Linked DNA regions of Sus scrofa: region 2 is linked to region 1. Evidence: chromatin contacts called from public promoter capture Hi-C data. All regions are on one chromosome and are shown on one strand. The core of a region is the stretch at or near the end of the contact, and the rest is flanking DNA. Distances in the headings are between cores, read along the strand shown. Region 1 holds the start of ENDOU (poly(U)-specific endoribonuclease). Region 2 holds the start of SLC48A1 (heme transporter HRG1).

What was found. Promoter capture Hi-C pulls out the DNA fragments that hold promoters and counts their contacts.
Region 2: a contact with region 1 is called in a promoter capture Hi-C map of fetal liver, with 2.1 times the contacts expected there. The contact joins the promoter of SLC48A1 here to the promoter of ENDOU in region 1. A contact is called at or near these places in 1 of 5 promoter capture datasets (fetal liver), 18 of 47 Hi-C or Micro-C datasets (alveolar macrophages, blood, brain and 10 more) and 2 of 2 datasets of contacts at active chromatin or transcription factors (alveolar macrophages and skeletal muscle).

Annotation. Positions count from the first base shown.
Region 1 is chr5:78,087,617-78,094,011 of Sscrofa11.1, forward strand. It overlaps ENDOU (poly(U)-specific endoribonuclease), which reads right to left and starts at 2,685. Exons shown (of 11, transcript XM_021092594.1): 1 at 1,850-2,685. The coding sequence starts at 1,904.
Region 2 is chr5:78,137,300-78,143,694 of Sscrofa11.1, forward strand. It overlaps SLC48A1 (heme transporter HRG1), which reads left to right and starts at 3,921. Exons shown (of 3, transcript XM_021092605.1): 1 at 3,921-4,199. The coding sequence starts at 4,064.

The DNA.
Region 1 (6,395 bases), core at 1,435-3,934:
ACTGGGTACCTGAGTCTGGTTCCCACACAATTCATACTCCTGCATCTAAGTTCTGAGATGTTGAAGGTTGTTTTGTGTGTGGTGTGTGTGTGTGTGTGTGTGTGTGTGTGTGTGTGTGTCTTTTTAGAGGTGCACCCATGGCACATGGAAGTTCCCGGGCCAGGGATTAAATCCGAGCTGCAGCTGCCTGCCTACACCACAGCCACAGCAACACCAGCTCCAAGCAGCATCTGCAACCTATGCTGAACCTTGAGGCAACGCTGGATCCTTAACCCACTGAGCAAGTCTGGGGATTGAACCTGCCTCCTCACAGACACTATGTCAGGCTCCTAGCCTGCTGAGCCACAACAGGGACTCTTGAGATGTTGGAATAGGTCTAACACTTCAGCCAAGTGTTAGACCTATCATCCACTGGACCCTCACCTTCCCCTCGGCCCCACACCAGCATCAGATCACCATCCCCAGGGGCAAGGGCTCCACCTGCACCTTGAAGCTACTGTTGCCCCTGCCCTCAGGGATGTCCCCTGGGGACCAAACGTCTCCAGCGGCTCTCCTCTCCGGACACTGGGAAGCCCTAACCCCACGGCCTCTCCTTCACACTAAGCTAGAAGCTCTCACGCTGCCCTCACTCTACCACGAGCCTTGCACCACCCGGGCCTGGCCTCTCTGCTGTGGGTGCCCAAGTGCAGGTACCCGAGCCCACCCAGCGTGGGAGGCCTGGGAACGGCTTTCCCCTCCAAAGGCTTTCCACTTAGGAATCTCATTAGGGGTCTTCGTATCCACCATCTGACCGGAAATGATTGCAAGAGTAAATTTTCTATTTAGATAAATCTCTATATAAATAATATTTTATATCAATATATTACATTAATATTTTGTATTAAATTTATTGTCCACATTTTATTAATAGAATATATAATTAATGTGATACAAATGTAAATATATAAATGAATTTATATATATAAATGAATGTTTTATATTTATTTTGATTTATACTCACAACCATGATCAAGGACCCAATCCATGGAGCGCTCACTCCACGTAGAGCGCCTCTTAGACCTTATCTTATGCAGTCCTTACAAGAGCCCTATGTAGGAACAACTGGGGTGGGGTGGAAAGGGAATCCAGCTTGGATTCTCTCTTCTCTGGGCAGAGGAGGACTCTCCTCACACCCCTCAGCTCAGCCCCCTCCCTCCGCACCCTTCCCACTCACCCATTAACCACCTATTAACACCTCAGCAGCAGCACCTGCCAGCTGCCAAACAGGAAGCGGCTCCTGTCCTCACCTGCCATCCCATCCCCGGACCGCTAGGACCTTTCTCTGCTTCAGTTCCCCTAATGCAGGACGGACCACTTATGCAGCCCCGAGAGCACGCCGCCTGCCTCCTGGTCAGGGCTCTTCCAGGTTCCCCCCTCCTAAGTCTTTACTCAGAGAAACTCCCAGCCCAGACAACTCACCCATCCCCGGGCAGCAAAGGAAGGGATCAAGGGCAGCCAGGCCATTCAAACCCAGTCACTCACAGCCCATCTTTAGACCATACAGTGGTCCCAGGAAAAAACAAAAAGACAAAACAAAAAAAAAAGCCTTGCTAAGGTCAAAAGTCAGGTTGGACGAAGGGATGCTTGGGGCTCGTCTTCCAAAGTGGCAAGAAGGGGCTTCCATGACATTCGTCCACCAGTTGCCCTGAGGAAGGCAACTCCTTCCTCAGACCAGGCCAAGTCGAAGGTGTCCATGGCATCAGGACAGAGTGGCCCTCCCTTGTCTCTCTACCTTCACCCTCTACCAAGTCCCTCAACTCTCTGCTGCTTTTCGCAGGACCCCCTGTCATCCCCACCAGTCGTGACTTACCTGCCCAGGCCAGGCCGCAGAGCATGGCCACTATCAGGGGGACACAGGCCCTCATGATGTCCAGCTGAAGGCCACAAGGGGGTTGGCAGTTGGACTTTCACTGGCGTCAATGTGAATGTCACTGCTCCCACAAGAGCCTTATTACCCAGGCGGATCCTTTTAAAGACATCAGAACTTGTGGATCTGGTGCCTCCAGATCCTTCCAAGAAGAAAAAGGGGAGGGACCCCAGATGGAAGGAGGCGGAGAGGGGGTGGGACCCTACAGCTGTTTGAAGACAGGGGCAAGGTGACTAAGCAGGCAGGTACTGCCAGATGTTTAGAATAGATAATGCTAGCTGTTGGTAGCTAGAAAATAGGTCATGTAAGCAGGCACAGCATCTTGGGCCTAGTTTGGTGGGGTTCTATGGCCAGGTGAGGAGTACCTATGGGCTCATCTTTGGGTGATACCCTCCAAATGCCCACCTACCTGCAAACCACAGGCCTGACCTTCCAAGAGGCTATAAGCAGCTCCATTTTTGAACTCCAGGAATAAGCTCAGCATGAGGAACAGAGTAAGATGATCATTACATGTTTGGCAAACAGAAAGTGCTTCAGCAAACCTTGGGGTCGCCAGAAGGAAGGCAGGATCTAGGCGTCATGGGTCAGGAACAAATGCTCTTCTTACTACACGAGCCGCACATAGCTACATCACCCTAGAAATATCATGCAAATGAGCCTCTCACTCTTGCTGAGTCAGCATCTCAGGTTTTACTTGTTTCAGGTTCTCACAGGCTCCAGGTTTATGAGGTTGGGGAGGCCAAAAAGCCTCTTAAAATCAGCCGAAGGACCCACCCTTCGTCTCCTCCCTTCATCTCCTCCCTTCATCCCCTGTTTCATCCTCTCCCCCAAGGACCCCTCCCCAGAGAGAAGCGAGCTTCTCAGGGCTCCCATCTCCCCAGATCTGAGAGCAAAAGTGCAGCAACATGGGGCTGCCAAGTTTTTCCCTTCTAGTAAAGGTAAAATCTTCTAAGTGAAATGCCCTTTCTAGAAAGCATGGCATGGAGATTCTCAGCCCTCTCAAAAAAAGTCTCAGAAAAAGGCAAAACTGATGAGTAATTGAGACCACTCAGTACTGATTTTGATTTTTTTCCCCCAGGATAGCGTGGGGGCAGGGGTGGGGAGGCACGCCCTCCTCAGCCAGTGTACTCGAACAGAGGAGTCTGCGTCCCTCTGTCTTCAGTTTTCTCCTCTTTGAAATGATGAGGTTGAAGCCAATGACCCTTCCAAGTTCTGATCTTAATTTCCAGGCTTCTTGCTCCTGCCCCGGGGTGGTGGGTTGGGGGTGGCCAGTGGCTTAAGGAGAACCCCCCAACCCCTCTGTGTGGAGATGAGACCAAACTCAAGGCCCCTCAGGGGTGGAGAGAACAGCCGGGGGCAAGTCACCTTGCAAGGCACTCAAGGCAGAAGCACAACGGGGAGTAAGCCCCTCCCTTTCCTCCAGGAAGTAAGACCAGTTAGAGGGAGTAGGAGCAGAAATGGCTGCTTTGTTTGCAAAAGTGCCGTTTGCACAGCCGGGAAGCAGGTGCTGAGCTGCTCCCTGCCAGAAGCCCCACCCTCCCTGGACTGGCAGCACAGCGATGTATCTTGGACTCCAGTTAGTTTAGGAAATAAAGGAGTGCCCTGGCTGGGCCAGGAAGCAATGGCACCTCTGAGTTTAGGATTCGGTGGTCTCTCCCTTCCAGGGACCCAGATGGGTAGATCCTGGGCAAGGCCAAAGCTTCCGAGTGGGAGTGGGGTGTGGCCGGGGTTGCCCTGATGACCAGCTGAGCGGACTATGGGATAGAGCTTCAGGGGTGGGAGCACTTCTCTTCATCAGGGGAGTTTTAGGGCAGGAACAGGGCTGGAAGCTGGGGAGACAGTTGAAACTGACCCCAAAGAGCCAGATGGGTGTTCCAGGCAGGGCCCTCCAACGAGAACCACAACTTTAACAACGACCACCTGCACCGACTGAGCACATACCACGTGTCACCCACCAAGCGCTTCCTATGTGCTATACATTCTCACTACAGCCCTTAACAGTTACTGTTGTTACCTTCGTTTTACAGGTGAGGAAACTGAGGCACAGAAAGGCTGGAAGATGTGCCTCAAACATGGAGGGAGTGGATGGACTGGGAGTCTGGGGTTAATAGATGCAAACTATTGCCTTTGGAATGGATAAGCAGTGAGATGCTGCTGTATAGAATAGGGAACTACATCTAGTCACTTGTGATGGAGCCTGATAATGTGAGAAAAAGAATGTATATATGCATGTGTGACTGGGTCACTTTGCTGAACAGTAGAAAATTGACAGAACACCGTAAACCAACTATAATGGAAAAAAATAAAAACCATTTAAAAAGTAAAAAAAAAAAAGAAATGCATCAACAACCTCTTAGTTATGTCCAGGTTGCTTTGCAACGTAGCCTGGAATCAGATTCATGGGAATTAAAGGGCCCTCCACGGTCACCGAATTCACTTCTCATAAGATGTGGCAACGCTCTAAACCCTAAATCTCCTCCCTGCCTCCACAGGAAGGCCTCGGGTGCCGAGGAGCGCACCCTTTCCAGGCTGCTCAAACCCCCTTCCCAGACCTGATACCCAAACCCCAGGATTCTACAGCCCAACACATGCTGAAATGGACAAAAGTCAAGATGGCAGGAGGAAAAATCCATCCAGCCAAAATGTGAACATACACCCATATATTCATGCAAAGATGCGTCATGGATAAATTTTGACGCACATACATATGATTTCGAGGCAGACACACTGCTTTCTCTTCCCGGCTGGCCTGGTCTGGACAATGAAGCTGCTCCTCTTTCCAAGTTCTCCGCCAGTTAGGTGCTCACATGGGCTTTTTCCCTTGATTCAAAGTTCTTCTGCCCAAGGAGCCACTATGGGGCCAGCCAGCAAAGGTGGGAGTCCCTGGAGGCCAGGTCCCAGAGACCTGGGTGGGGAGAGGGTGGCAAGTGGGGCTTGTGGCTAGGACACCCACAGAGAGAAAAATAAGAGGTGCCTCTTCCACATCAGGATGTGAGGAAGGGTGCAGCGGTGGCCTCTGCAGAGGTTTGGAGGGTGGGGAAGACGATGAAGCCACCTGGGCAAGGATGGTCAGCTGTCAGCGATGTGAGGAATGGGAATTCCATCAGGAAATACTTACGGAGGCTCCTCTGTGCCTGGTGCTCTGCCGCCACTAGACCAGCAGGGTTCAGGTGGGGCTAGAAAAGTGTTCCCAGAATCTACTGGTTTCTGGTGGGACAGGGGCCAGACAAGACCCCAGCATTAGGCCACTGCTTAAGTAGACTGCACTCACCTTGGGGCTCCCAAGGCGGTCGGGGGTCTGTCAGGACCAACAGGCCATGGGAGAGACTGACCCAGGAGGCTCCTAAAGGGGACACATGCCCAGACCAGCCCATTGCCCGACCCTTGCCTTCTGTGAAACTGAAACCAAGGCGAGTCACTTCAGCTCAGGACCAGGGACTGGAAGGGCCCCGCAGCTGGCCCAGCACAGGTGAGCCCTGGAGTCACTCACTAAGGGGACCCTGGCCCCTGAAAATGCTGGATCTCCAGCCTCTGTCACCCTGTGGCCCACATCTCGTGAACCACCTCCTTCTTGTGGGTCTGAGAGTGGCTCCGTGTATGGTTTTCTCCCACACTGGCTTGTGTGCTGTGTAACACAGCTGGGTCCCAAGCGTTTTTGTTTTTTGTTTTTTTTTAAGTCTATGGGCATCCCTGATACTCAGCATCACACTCCCCGCCAGCCCCAGGAGTCTTGGTCAGAGGTGCCACCTGGCCCACTCATCGCTGAGTCCCAGGCTGTGCTTCTGGTCCTGCTGGCCATGCCCCCCACTCGTCCTCTGCCTGAAACGCCCGTCCCCCACCTCGCCAGCTGTGCGTCTCCTACTCACCTTACTCATCTTCCAGGCCCAGGGCAAACCCACCCACCCTTCCACAAAGCCTCCATTCCTGCCCGGGGACTCAGGTCTTGGAATTTGTCCTGTGCGCCTTTGAACCACATCACAGCCACTGGTGACAGATGTTGCTGCCAATGGAGTATTGGTTAACCCCTTCATTGCCATTTAACGTTTCACTCACACAGGTGGCGTCTTCAGCTGGCCTCCGAAATCTCTTGAGATAGGGACCCTGCCCCATGGGTAGTCTCTACTGCTTTGTATTGCCTTCTAATGAGTGGTGCTTGTCAGCTTGTTCCAGGGACCAGCAATGAATCATTCAGTGAGTGAATGAATGAATGAGCAAACTGAGCCTTCCAGCCCCACTTGTGATAGAGGCCCAGGGAAGACGATTAGCAGAGAGAAGAGATGGATCCTTCCATGAGCTCTGGAGGCTCCAGAGTTGGTACTCGGGGGAGGAGGGGAGAGCTTATGGGCAGTGGTGGGAGGGGGTGTAGGGATGCATTTTGTAGTTGTGTTCTCATAGCAAACACTCTTTTCTTTCTTTTTTTTTGGTCGCCCAATGGCATATGGAGTTGCTGGGCCAGGGATCAGATCCTAGCTGCAGTTTCCACCGACGC
Region 2 (6,395 bases), core at 2,671-5,170, 51 kb after region 1:
TCACTCAGTGGGTCAGGGATCCAGCATTTCTGTGAGCTATGGTGCAGGTCCCGGACGTGGCTCGGATCTGGCATTGCTGTGGCTGTGGTGCAGGCCTGCAGCTGTAGCTCTGATTTGACTTCTAGCCTGGAAACGTCCATATGCCGAGGGTGCAGGCCTAAAAACCAAATATATATATATATGTATATGGTAGCCACGTGTAGCTATTTAAATTAAAATCAATTAAAAGTTCAGTGCTTTAGTCAGAGTAGGCACATATCAAACACTCAACGGCCACATATGACCAGAACCTACCATCTTGGAGAGGGCAGGTCTAGAATATTTTCTTCCTGGCAGAAAGTTCCGCTGAGTCAGGGGAACCTGCCCAGGCCCCACAGTAAGCGGTGGTCCCATCTATAAAATCTTTCAGCAGCTCTGTATTGCTTCCACAGTGAAAAAGTCTTGGCCCACTCTTAACCTTCTCAGACGTCCTGGACCCAGGCTGCGGTTACAGAACTCTCTCTCATTATTTTCTTGCACAATCTCACTCTCCAGGGTCACACATTTGTTCACTCCTCCCCAATACTCCTGATATGTACACTCATAATATTTTTGCCTTCCTCCCTTCTATCTGCCCAGCTAATTAATTACTACCCGACCTTAAGGTTCAAAGAGCTGAAATATCTCTTGCATCAGCGTCCTCTTCTCCATTTGCACTGCCTCTGCCTGACCCCCGCCCCCCGCCGCCGCCCCATCAGTCTCCTCTCATCACCTCTTGCCGTGGAAGCCTTTCTGTGGCTACTAACCACACTTGCCAACATTTCTTAAGCACCTACTGTGGACTCGCCACTCTTCAAAGCACTGTGGACTCGCCACTCTTCAAAGCACTGACTCCTCATTACAATGCTTTCAAATAGACACCATGGCTGTGCCCATTGTACAGACTGGTAACTAACACACAGGGAGGTGAAGGCTTTGTTGGGATGATCTCTCGGGTCTTTTCCTGGGCAGTCGCCCTCACACTGTTACCCTAAAACGCAGAACTGTTACTTTCCTCCCCTGGCTCCATGGAGCTGGGGGTGGTGGGGAGACTTTTTAGCAGAATGTGAGAGCTTCAGAACATTTCAAACCTCAAAACCCATCCCTCTACCCACAGACCACAAACTACTTAGTTTCCTGAACCTACCATGTTATTTCTTCCCTCTGGGCTGTCACACATGCTGCTCCCTCTGCGTGGAGGGTTATCCCCTCCTGCCACCGGCTCTAAAGCCATCCCTGGCAGTGCCCTCTGGACCATGGGGCTCACTCCCTCCTCTGAGCAGCCAGCAAGAACCCTCTCCATCAGCGCCTCCTAAAGGAGGGCTGGATGCTGAGCTCACCATATTAAAATCACTTCTCATTAAAAAATATACTCCCAAGATTCATGGAGTTCCCTTCGTGGCTCAGTGGTTAACGAATCCGACTAGGAACCATGAGGTTGCGGGTTCGATCCCTGGCCTCGCTCAGTGGGTTAAGCATCCGGCGTTGCTGTGAGCTGTGGTGTAGGTTGCAGACGTGGCTTGGATCTGGCGTTGCTGTGGCTCTGGCATAGGTCGGCGGCTACAGCTCCGACTGGACCCCTAGCCTGGGAACCTCCACATGCCATGGGTGCGACCCTAGAAAAGACAAAAGGACAAAATATATATATATATATATATATACACACTCCCAATATTCAAACTTAATAAGACAGGAGTGAAGTATGGGGAGTCTTTTGTTACTGTTGCTGTTTTTCATCAGAGTTCCCAGGGCCAGGGGTCAGATCCGAGCCGCATAGTCACTACCCAAGCCGCAGCTGCGGCAAGTAACCCGGTGTTCTGGGCTGGGTATTGAACCTGAGTCCCAGCGCTCCCAAGACGCCGCCCATCCTGTTTCACCACAGCGGGAACTCCTGGGGGTCTTTTTATTTTTATTTATTTATTTATTTTTTACATTAAGCAGCTCCCCACATTATTCTGAAGTGAGGCAAATGTGGTTTACATCACGTATTGGACAATTAATCATGCCCTGCCTAGATTTCTTGTGTATGATTCCTTTTATTGCTATTTAATTCTTACCTTCCTTCACGCACATTCATCTGTGCCACAGGTTTATTAAGGGGTTCCTATGTGCCTGGAATGCTTCTGTGTGTTGGTATGAATAAAAGAGGCCCATTTAGAGTTCCCGTTGTGGCTCCTCGGGTTAAGAACATGACATAGTGTCCGTGAGGATGCAGATTCCATCCCTGGCCTTGCTTAGCAGGTTGCAGATGTGGCTCGGATCTGGTGTTGCTGTGGCCGTGGCGCAGGCCGGCAGCGGCAGCTCGGATTAGATCCCTGGCCCAGGAACTTCCCTATGCTGCAGTGCGGCCCTAAAAAGAAAAATTTTTAAATAAAAATAAATAAATAAATATATAAATAAATAAAAGAGGCACAGTCGCTCTTCGTGGAGATTACATTCCAGGGGGATGTGGTAGCAGAATAATGGCGCCCCAAGATGTCAATGTCCTGATCCCCAGAATTTGTGAATATGTTTCCCTTTACATGGCAAAAGAGATTTTGCAGATGTGATTACGGTGGGGAAATTATTTTGGATTATCAAGGTTTTTAATCACAAGGGTCCTTACAAGGGAAAAGAAGGAGGCAGCAGAGTTCGCAAGCGTGAAGGAGATGTAATAACAGAAGCAAACAGGAGTTCCCGTCGTGGCACAGTGGTTAACGAATCCGACTAGGAACCATAAGGTTGCGGGTTCGGTCCCTGCCCTTGCTCAGTGGGTTAAGGATCTGGCGTTGCCGTGAGCTGTGGTGTAGGTTGCAGACGTGGCTCGGATCCAGCGTTGCTGTGGCTGTGGTGTAGGCCAGTGGCTACAGCTCCCATTCAACCCCTAGCCTGGGAACCTCCATATGCCGCGGGATCGGCCCAAGAAATAGCAACAACAAAAAGACAAAAAAAAAAAAAAAAAGAAGCAAACAGAAGCAGAGGTCGGAGGGATGTGATTGCGGGCCTTAAAGATGAAGAAAGACATTCAGGAGTTAAGGGATGTTGGTGGCTCTAGAAGCCGGAAAAGGCAAGGAAACAGATTTTCCCCTTGTGCCTCCAAAAGGAAGACCCATCTCCCCTTGATTTTAGCCTACTGATTTCCATTTTTGGACACCTGACTTATAGAACTGTAAGATAATAAATGTGCTCTTTGGAGCCACCAGATCTGTAGTAATGTGTTACAGATGCAAAAGGAAATAAACACAAGAGGTACTGGCTACTTATTTTGAGCCTCCTCTAGATAAGCTTGAGGCCTGTGTGTTTTGTTTTGTTTTGAATTTCCCAGCTGGCTCCCAGGGTGAGGCTGGGCCCTCAGTGGGAGCTCAGGGTACAACTGCTATAGATTCGTTACTACCCTAGAATTGTATGACTCTGATGGGAGGGATACTTGGTAGACTGGGGGTGGGCGATGGACTTGGGAAGGTGAAAGGAGAGGGGAGCTGCCCGTGAGAGTGGGATGTTGGAGGTTAGAAGGTGATGGCCAGGGGTTCCATGAGAAGACTCTTCGGAGAATCGCTTCACGCTGGAAGCGGGCACTTGATGGATAGAGGCGGCAGGACTCATACTCACTGCGTACGTTCATATTCCTTAATTTTCATATATTGACTTTTTAACAAGAAATTTACCTCGGAAAACTTCGGCGAGAACGTGCCTCCTATTGAGAGAGAAACGTTCAAAGGAGGCACTGCAGTTGGTTTGTAGAAACGCCGAGGCCCAAATATCCTGATCTGGGAGCTCAGAGGACGAGCCCCGGAACCTGCCTTCCTCGGCGGCATCCCCAAACCTTCAGGGGCCTGAGGACGCAAGGCCACGGCCCGGACGCGCTGGCGGCTGTGGTTCCGGGCGCGGACGGCCTCCGGCCGCGGAGGGCGCTGTGCGGGCCGCGAGGGGGGCGGGCCGGGGGCGGAGCGCGGGCGGCGCGCGGCTCCGGCTGGGCTCCCGGCTCCCGGCTCCCGGCTCCCGCTCCGGGCCCTGCACCTGTGACCATCGGCGGCGCTCGCTCTCCGCGCCCGGCGCCCGCGGCCCCATGGCCCCCTCCCGCCTGCAGCTCGGCCTCCGCGCCGCCTACTCCGGCCTCAGCTCCGTGGCCGGCTTCTCCATCTTCCTCGTCTGGACGGTGGTCTACAAACAGCCGGGGACCGCGGCCATGGGGGGGCTCGCAGGTACCCCTTGGGCGCGGGGGACGCCGGCTCCCGGCTCCGGCGGCTCGGGCGCGCGGCTGCGGGGAGGCGCGGGCGGGTGCTCCGAGAAGCCCCTCGCGGGCGGCGCTTCCCCCGGGAGCGGGTGGGGTGTTTACCCAAAACGGGCCGTGGGCAGCGCAGGCCCCGGGCGGGCCCGGACTCCTGGGCATCTTCCGGAGACCTCGGAGACCCGAGGCCCCGGGCGCAGAGGTGCGGTCTCTGCCGTTGGCACCAGCCCCGCCGCCCCTGGGTTAGCCGGACCGCCCTCCACCCGGGGTCCGATGACAGCGTCCTTCCTGCGCGCCGGCTCTTCTTGCCACCCTTTTCGCGCGACCAGGTGTAAAGATCTCTCACACACACACAAACACACACTTGCTCTGGGGGATCCCTGCCCCTCAAGCGCCCCTGCCCCGAGGACTAGGTGAGGGCTGAGAAGCTGCTAAGTGGAAAGGAGGGCTGGGGGGGTTCCCGGAGAAGCCCACCTCCCTCCTTCCAGGGTGGAGCCCACCCCCAGCAGAGTCCTCAGCGGACGCAGCCCGAGGACTGCGCTAGGGATCTGATGGAAACTGGACATTGTCTTCAGACAACAGTGGTGTCTCTTTGCCACCGTTCTGCTGCGGTCCTGGGCCAAGATCTGCTACACCCGGCCAACAAAGCTTTCTGTGCCTCAAGAAGGGCAGGGGAGGCATGTCCTGGAGTTAAGAATGTCAGTGCGCTGGTGGAGGTCCCAGGCTCAGCAACACACTGCTTGCTCGCTGTGCACCTTTGGGTGTGTTATTAACCCTCTCTGTGTGAAGGCAAAACGTTATTTCTACCTGCTAACGTATTTTTAAAAATGCTTTCTATGTGTCAGGCACTAGGTTACGCAAACGGCTTCCACCTTCTCTTTTAACCCTTACATGAGGCCTATGAAATAGGCATTCTTATTGTGTCCATTTTACAGGTAAGGCATAAACTGAGGCTTAGTGTAAATAAACAGCTTCCCCAGAGTTAGGGTGCTACATCAAATAAGTGTGGGAAAAGCACTCTGGGAAAGAAATGCATGTAAAGATAATACTTTGAAGGAGGCTCTCTTATTCCATAACGAAACTCCTCTGCCAAAAGAGCCCTACACGGACTAACTAAAAATAACTAGATTTGCTCATTGCCCCCGAGTTTACTGCGTGCCATCCCTGGGTAGAGAAGGACTGGAGGTGAGGTTTCTGCCTTACAGGAGGGGCATAGGTAAACACAGGCCCAACGATACCAAGCAGTGCCCTGTGGGGGTCTCTGAGGAAGTGTGGGCAGGCACCCCGCTGGGCTGCTCTGTACCTGCCTAGATGCCCCACCACCTGTGAGTTCCCGTCCTTCCAGGGGGCAGCCTGGCCACGTCTGCCCTTTCCCCTCTGCACCCCCCACCCTTCCGTGTTCCTGGTGGTTCTCTGGCCCTTGCAATGTTTTTCTGTTTCCTGTCGGGCGGCGCTGCTGCTTTCCCCTGGGGAAGGTGGTAACTCTTCAGGCGAGGCCCTGAGGAGACCTGAGATGAGGTTGGCCTGGCTGGGGGCGAGGAGGGAGGGCTGCCCCTGGGATCAGAGCTGGGTGTGTTGGAGTCTGGCCTGGTGGAGTGAGCCTCACCGAGCCGTGTGGCCGCGGGCACCATGCTGCCTCGTGGGCCTCAGTTTCCCTGTCTGTAAGAATGGGAGCGATGCCAGGGATGGGGTGATGTCTGAGACTTGCATTCAGGTCTGGATGTTACAGCTGTAATGGCCTCTCTCTGAGTCGCCCATCTTGCAGCTGCCTCTTGGGGCGCATCTCTGGAGAGTCCCAGGGTTTCCCTCTGACCCGAACCCTGCCCCCTCCCTCCCTCGACTTCTGAGGCAAGGCCAGCTGTGGAGCTGCCAGCAGGGAGAGGTGCTAGGGCAGCAACCAGCTTGGGCAGAGTCCTGGCACCTCCCAAACTGTCGGCCTTTGACCACCATCGCAGAGCCAAAGCTGCCCGGTGACCGTGGTAGTCGTGGCCATGGTCGTGGCCGTGGCCGTGTGGCGGGCGGGGGGAGGGATGGCCAGGCCAGGGCCACATGCCCTTTCCACCGCGCGTGGGTGCTGAGACAGTCTGCAGCTAGTCAGCCTCTTCCTCTTTTGAGGGTGAGGCATCAGCGGATTTACTGACTTGTAAGCACCCCAATTCTGACTTGGCAT